Linked DNA regions of Triticum aestivum: region 2 is linked to region 1. A link is a contact called in public Hi-C data. All regions are on one chromosome and are shown on one strand. The core of a region is the stretch at or near the end of the contact, and the rest is flanking DNA. Distances in the headings are between cores, read along the strand shown.

Region 1 (3,021 bases), core at 313-2,812:
AATGTGTTCTCTATCACAAAATAGAAGCAAAAATATTGGAACCAAAATTACTACAGCTTCAGAAAAGTATTTTTACAGAGATATGAACACTGAAATTCAGATAGGTCCACCGTGAAGAAGAAAAGAAGCAAGCGATGGTCAGTATCCCCCACATCACACAAAAGATACCTAGAAAATTCATAAAGTGATAAAAATAAAAAGTATCTAGATTACACAAATCCTCCATGTAAAACTCTTCCCAATTTGAGAGGTTCCTTGCACAGTACTCCCTCTGTTCGGATAAATAAGGCATATTTGACTGTTAAAAATTCAAGTTATAGCTGTAAATTTTCTTGTAACGATGTTTTGCAAGTAGCTACAAAATCACAATCATAAGAAAAATACTTCTGAATAAGAATCCAATGAAATCAGTTTTAGGATCAATTGTTGGTCAAAGCTTGAATTTGACAACCAAAATACACCTTACAGCCACCCATCTAAGTACTACAAACAATCCACAAACAGGTGAAATATTCTCATTCTTTCTCATGTCAACAGCAAACAAACCCTGATGAGCATGTATCTGTTCCATTAGTAGCAATCCACAACATGAGGCATGGCAGCGTTGCCTTTTTCTACATCTCAAACAAAATTTCCCCACAAACTCCTCATGACAAAACCCTTGGGAGCACCCACACACAAAATGCTTCCACCTTATCAGTCCCAGTTTGACCAACCCTCATCCAAAGATGAAAAGGTGATTATCACCATGTGCTTTGCTCCGTGGTAGCAAGCAGAAAGCTTACTCCGACAGATTCTAGAAAGAATATATTCTTCCTTATCCACAATCCAGCCAGCCCAGACCCACGACCCAGGATATACCAAACTGTACAGTTCGCGGCTCACAGCATTCACATTCCACTCCACTAAACACAGCAAGAGCAGCGGTGCACAAAAGATCATTATCGATAACATTTGAATCCACACCACAGATACCTGGTGCGCCGCCACGGAGCTTGTCGGCCCACTTGGAGAACCCTAGGTCGCTCTCCCCGGCGCCGTCCTCGCCTCGAATCTCTGCACACACCACACGGAGATCAGAAACCCATTTCCCTTTCCGAACCAAACCGCGCGAATCATCGCATCATTCGCGGCGCGGGCACGCGCGCGATGCTATTACCGTGGGAGAGGAAGGGGCTGCGCGGGGATCCCGCGAGGCCGATGTGGATGAGCGCGTAGTAGACGCAGAGGCGGCCGGCCCAGAGCAGCACGGGGCCCTCGAGCAGCGAGGCCGCGATGGGGCCGACGGCGGCGGCGGAGAAGGCGCCCGCCGCGGCGGCGCGCCTGTGCGGGCGGGCGACGGAGGGCGGGAGGAAGGGGGTCTTGGACGCGGCGGTCGGCGGCCCGCGGAGGGCGAGCGGGCTGGGCGCGGCGGCGGCGGGCGCGTGGAGGAGGTAGGCGAGCATGGCGATTGGCAGAGATGCGATGGCTAACTGTAAACCGTGGGGCGCGCGTGTGTTCTGTACCTCACTCCTTCAGGTTTGCCACCTTCGTCAGTGCTGCTGCGTGGTGCGGAAGGAAAAAGGAGAAGCGAGAAAAAATAGATTGGTCCATAGAAACACTACGTAGATCTTTTAATCAGAATACACTAATTTTTGAACTATCATCCAAATTCAACATCTAATCAACCATGCGGATAGAGTTGTCGTGTTCCGCTTTGGATAAGAGCTGTGTATCACAAGTGTGCGTGACATGTCACTGGATTTTTACGAGGCGGGCCTAGGAAGGTTCATCGTGGTGCACGGTTTCTTGCTTTCTTTTCGATGGAATGAACCCAGGTAATATCTCAAACTATCCGAAATCACTTTCAACCGAGGTTTATTATCACTGGATTCGGTAACTCGGTATATTCAAATCATTATCGTTCTTGATCTTCAGATTGCTCGACTTGCATATATATTCAGTTTTAACGATTACTAAAACATCTAGCACTACGCGGCGACTCAGGCTATCATGTGGTGGCTTCAGATAATGGCGAAATGCTGAATGGGATGGAGTGCGACTGGAAGGACTTTGGGATAGGTACAATACAGCTTTCGGATGACAAACGGCGATGCTCTACTGGCTGCTTCCTTGCCGTGGAAACATACTGGGTTTTGGATTTTACAAGCTGATCGTCAGGAACCTTCCGGGCGGTCTGGCCCATGGAGGCCCAGCCAAGCACAATTTGCCCTTTTTCATTTCAACAACAACTCATTTCTTTGCTCACAATATATGGTTTGTTGAGGCGACCATCTCAGGGCAACAGTTATCATCAAAGTTGGACTTCAGAAGAAAAAGAATCATATGAACCTTTTGCAGCATCTTTACTCAATTCACAATTAGAAATGGACATCTTATACACAGAGTAGCTTGTGCCCCCGTATGATCACCCTGTATGTCGTGTATCTTGCATGTGTTACTACTACTGACTACTCTGCAGGAGCAGGACTCAGGTCCTCTGCCCTCCAGACAGGGAGGACCCCCTGGCCGGCCAGCCTCTTATACACCCAGAACACCACGTACTGTGGAGTGATCCTCTTCTCGTCGATCAGGAACGGCTCGATGGTGCTCACCTCCATGGAGTAGGACGTCATCGCAAAGCCCTTGGGTCCTGCGGTTGTTAGCCCATCGAAGTGAGAATTCAGATTAGTTGAGACTAGAAATGATTTTATTGTGTAGTTTTTGGGCTATGAAGTGATTGATTACAGTAATGCGCGCCGAGAATTTCAAGAACAGCAAACTAGGTCAAGAAGGATTGTCTTGTCAACAGTACTCTCAGCAAGTCAACCAACATTGCATTGCACGCAATTTCAAAAAAGAAAGAAAGCATTGCATTGCACGGGAAGAAACGGCATTGGACAGAAGGGTTTCAAAGTAAGTTTGTACCTGTGAGGTCTCCCTGTGGAAAGAAGGCCCAGAAGTAGTAGGGTATGTCTTCCTTCACGAAGGAACCTTCCAACTGCAAACCATCGACACCCAAAGGATCGATCAGAATGACAC
Region 2 (3,021 bases), core at 235-2,734, 250 kb after region 1:
CTGAAAAACTAGCCACAGTTGAAATATACCTGCAATATAGAAGGGTGGTCAATAGTTATCTTCCTAAACAATATGACTAGAACAATCGCCCACAAACTGAACATGCAGAAATTGCAATAAGGTAAAGCACTTCAAAGGCTAGCGGAAATTGTTATACCTCATCATCAGCATCGTCATCATCGTTGTCCTCCTCATAAACCCTACTATCCTCCAATCTTTCCTCGTCTTCCTCTCCAATCTCACCATTCTCATCCTCATCATCACCTTCACCTTGCTCATGTCCATCGATCTCTTCTCCAACGCCCCCCACCGCCATAGCAACCCTCCCACTACTCTCTGGCTCAGCCTCCTCACCATCACCATCATCCTCAACCTCCTCCTCATCATCATCATCCTCATCGATGCCATCCTCCTCATCATCACTACTGGGCACGTCAAGTACCTCGACAACAGTGTCATCTTCATCACCCTCCTCATCGATCTCCTCTCCCAAATCCTCCTCCTCCTCATACTCTTCGTCTGCATCGTCGTCGTCATCCTCCACGTCTTCATCATCCTCATCAGGGGCTACCCCAACCGCTGCAACCCTGAACCCGTTGGCCCTGTGGTGGTGCTCGGCTCCCCCATTGGGCACGACCTCGTCGGCCTCGCTCTCATCCTCATCCACATCGATCACCCCATTCACCTCCACCGGGCGCGGTGCGACGCTACCTCGCGAGTGCGAGGCGCCCCCGTTTGCCACCTCGCCGCTTCCAGGATCCTCGTCATCGTCGTCGTCATCATCATCTTCTTCCTCGCCATCACCTTCGCCGTCCCCGTCGTCGTCGTCGTCGTCCGACTCCGGGCGCTCGTTCTCGTCGGCGTCCATCTTGTCGAGGTACTTGAGAGTCCGGATCAACCCGAACACCCTGGATCTGTAGTCCTTGACCCGCGTGACGGGGCACTCGTAGAGGTCGAGCGAGACGAGGCGGAGGCGGGCGAGCGGCGCGAGGTCGTCCACATCTTGGATGCGATTGTTGCTGAGGTCGAGGTCGCGCAGCGACCCGAGCCCCGCCTCGACGAGGTGCTCGAGGCCGCCGGCGATGCGGTTGTCGGAGAGCGTCAGGCGCGTGAGGTTCCGCAGGCGGGGGAACCCCGCGAGCGACGCGACCCCGACGCCGGCGATCGAGAGGTGCTCCAGGCTCTGGTGGCGCTCCAGTATCTCCGGCGCCGGCAAGCGCCCGTGCATGCACTTGACGGCGCCGTCGAGGGTCAGGCTCCTCGCCGGCGACGAGCTCCCCTCGCCGGCGGTGTGGAGCGCCGCCTCCACCGCCCTCTCCCACGCCTCGTCCATCTCTCTATCTCTCCCCCCTCCCCTTCCCGAAATCAAATAAATAAAAAAATCGGGGGTGTTTTGGTTGGGGAGGCTATTTGAAATACAGTGATTTATACGTGGGAGGGGTGTTTACCTCGCCATTGGAGGAAGAAGGGGGCGGCTCACGCGTCGCGCTGTGGACTCGGCGCAGGGACGGCGGGCGGGGCTTATATGGGCGGCCAATGGGGGCGCTCGGATCGCGCGGCGCGGATCGCTGACGTGGCGCCATCCCAGGGGCGTGTGCTTCCTTTGAGAGGAGCGGGGGAGCGGAGAGGCGTGGTGGGCTTGGCTGATGCGGAGAGCATCTTTTTCTGGTTTTCAAAAATCGTTTTCTCTTAAGGGCGAGATATTATTGGTTAATTATGCACGCGGTGCCGTGTGACTACCTTTGGCTCTATGTGGGTAGGTCGCTGACAGGTTGGGAGTAGACGTGTGGGCCCGGGGTTGAAGTCTATGGGCGTTGTTCTGCTTTGGGTTAGCGGGTACAGGCCGTCTGATTGAGAGGTGGCGGTTGCGGGCCGTCGGATCGGCGGAAGTTCACGTATTGGTTTCGTGGTGCCTACCCTTGCCCTTGCACGCGTTTGATTTCGACCCGTGTTGTTTGCCACGAGAAGGTCCGGGATGGTCTGGCCGCGTCTGTTTGAGGTTAATAGCAGAGGCGCTTGCAGTAAAACGGGGTCTGAAGATGCTCTTTGAAAGAGGATGTTCCAGAGTAACAGTGGAATCTGATTGCCTGGAACTAGTGGATGCTTTCAAAAGTGGCAATGAAATCTGGAGTCCTTACACGCCCATTCTAGTGGACTGCTTTGAATTAGCGCATGGAATCCCTTCTGTTTCCTTTCGGCATTGCCCGCGGGAAGCTAATAAGCTGGCACACTTTTTAGCTAGGTATAGCTTTTTTTTAGAACATCAGCTTTATTGATCACATAACCAAAGATACAAGAGTCTCCCGGATACAATCCGGAGTAGAATGAAAAATAACTAGATTAGACAAATTCTTACAAGACTTAGTTAATAGATGAGCAGCCACATTAACAAGCCGACGAACATGCTTGAACTCTGCAGACACAAAGCCCCTTGAAGCAAACTTGATATCATTAATCACTGTACCGACACTGGAACGATCAATTTTGCCAGAAATAATTCTATTCACCAGTGATTGGCAATCTGATGCAAATAAAACATTTGAAAAATGTTCGTCCTTTGCCAGGTACACGGCCCTTCGTAGAGCTAGCGCCTCAGCTAGTTCAGGCTCCATCGTGCCTTGAATAGGTTCAGAACATGCAGCAACACATCTACCCTCATGGTTCAAGGCCACCACTCCAGCACCTGGCATATTTATATCTGAAAAGATTGCAGCATCTGAGTTGATGGCAATAACACCAGGCGGCGGCGGAATCCATAGTGGATTGGGTGAAGAAGACTCACGCCTAATGACAGGTATTTGGATATAGAGATGCTGCAGAATTAGATCAGTATAAGCACGGATTTTCTCAGCTGTAATACGAGGATGTGGAGCTTCTGACGAATGTCGCGCATCATTTCGTGCTTCCCATAAGTGCCAAAAAGAAACAGCCAGAACCTTGGCTTCTTTGTCAGAAGATCTTGAGAGAAAATCAAAAAGCCAAAGCTTGGTATTCCTAAAAGAAGAGCGACGAAGCTGAATG

The links. A called contact is a pair of places that touch in the nucleus more often than the background predicts.
Region 2: a Hi-C map of leaf shows a contact between it and region 1, with 5 times the contacts expected there. The contact joins the promoter of LOC123052128 here to the promoter of LOC123052126 in region 1. A contact is called at or near these places in 3 of 5 Hi-C or Micro-C datasets (all in leaf) and 1 of 1 datasets of contacts at active chromatin or transcription factors (leaf).

The regions. Positions count from the first base shown.
Region 1 is chr2D:126,146,717-126,149,737 of IWGSC CS RefSeq v2.1, forward strand. LOC123052126 reads right to left here and starts at 1,563. Exons shown (of 4, transcript XM_044475229.1): 1 at 1,160-1,563; 2 at 976-1,056. The coding sequence starts at 1,445. It overlaps LOC123052127, which reads right to left. Exons shown (of 4, transcript XM_044475230.1): 3 at 2,908-2,980; 4 at 2,322-2,632. The coding sequence ends at 2,451.
Region 2 is chr2D:126,400,255-126,403,275 of IWGSC CS RefSeq v2.1, forward strand. It overlaps LOC123052128 (acidic leucine-rich nuclear phosphoprotein 32-related protein 1), which reads right to left and starts at 1,485. Exons shown (of 3, transcript XR_006424491.1): 1 at 158-1,485.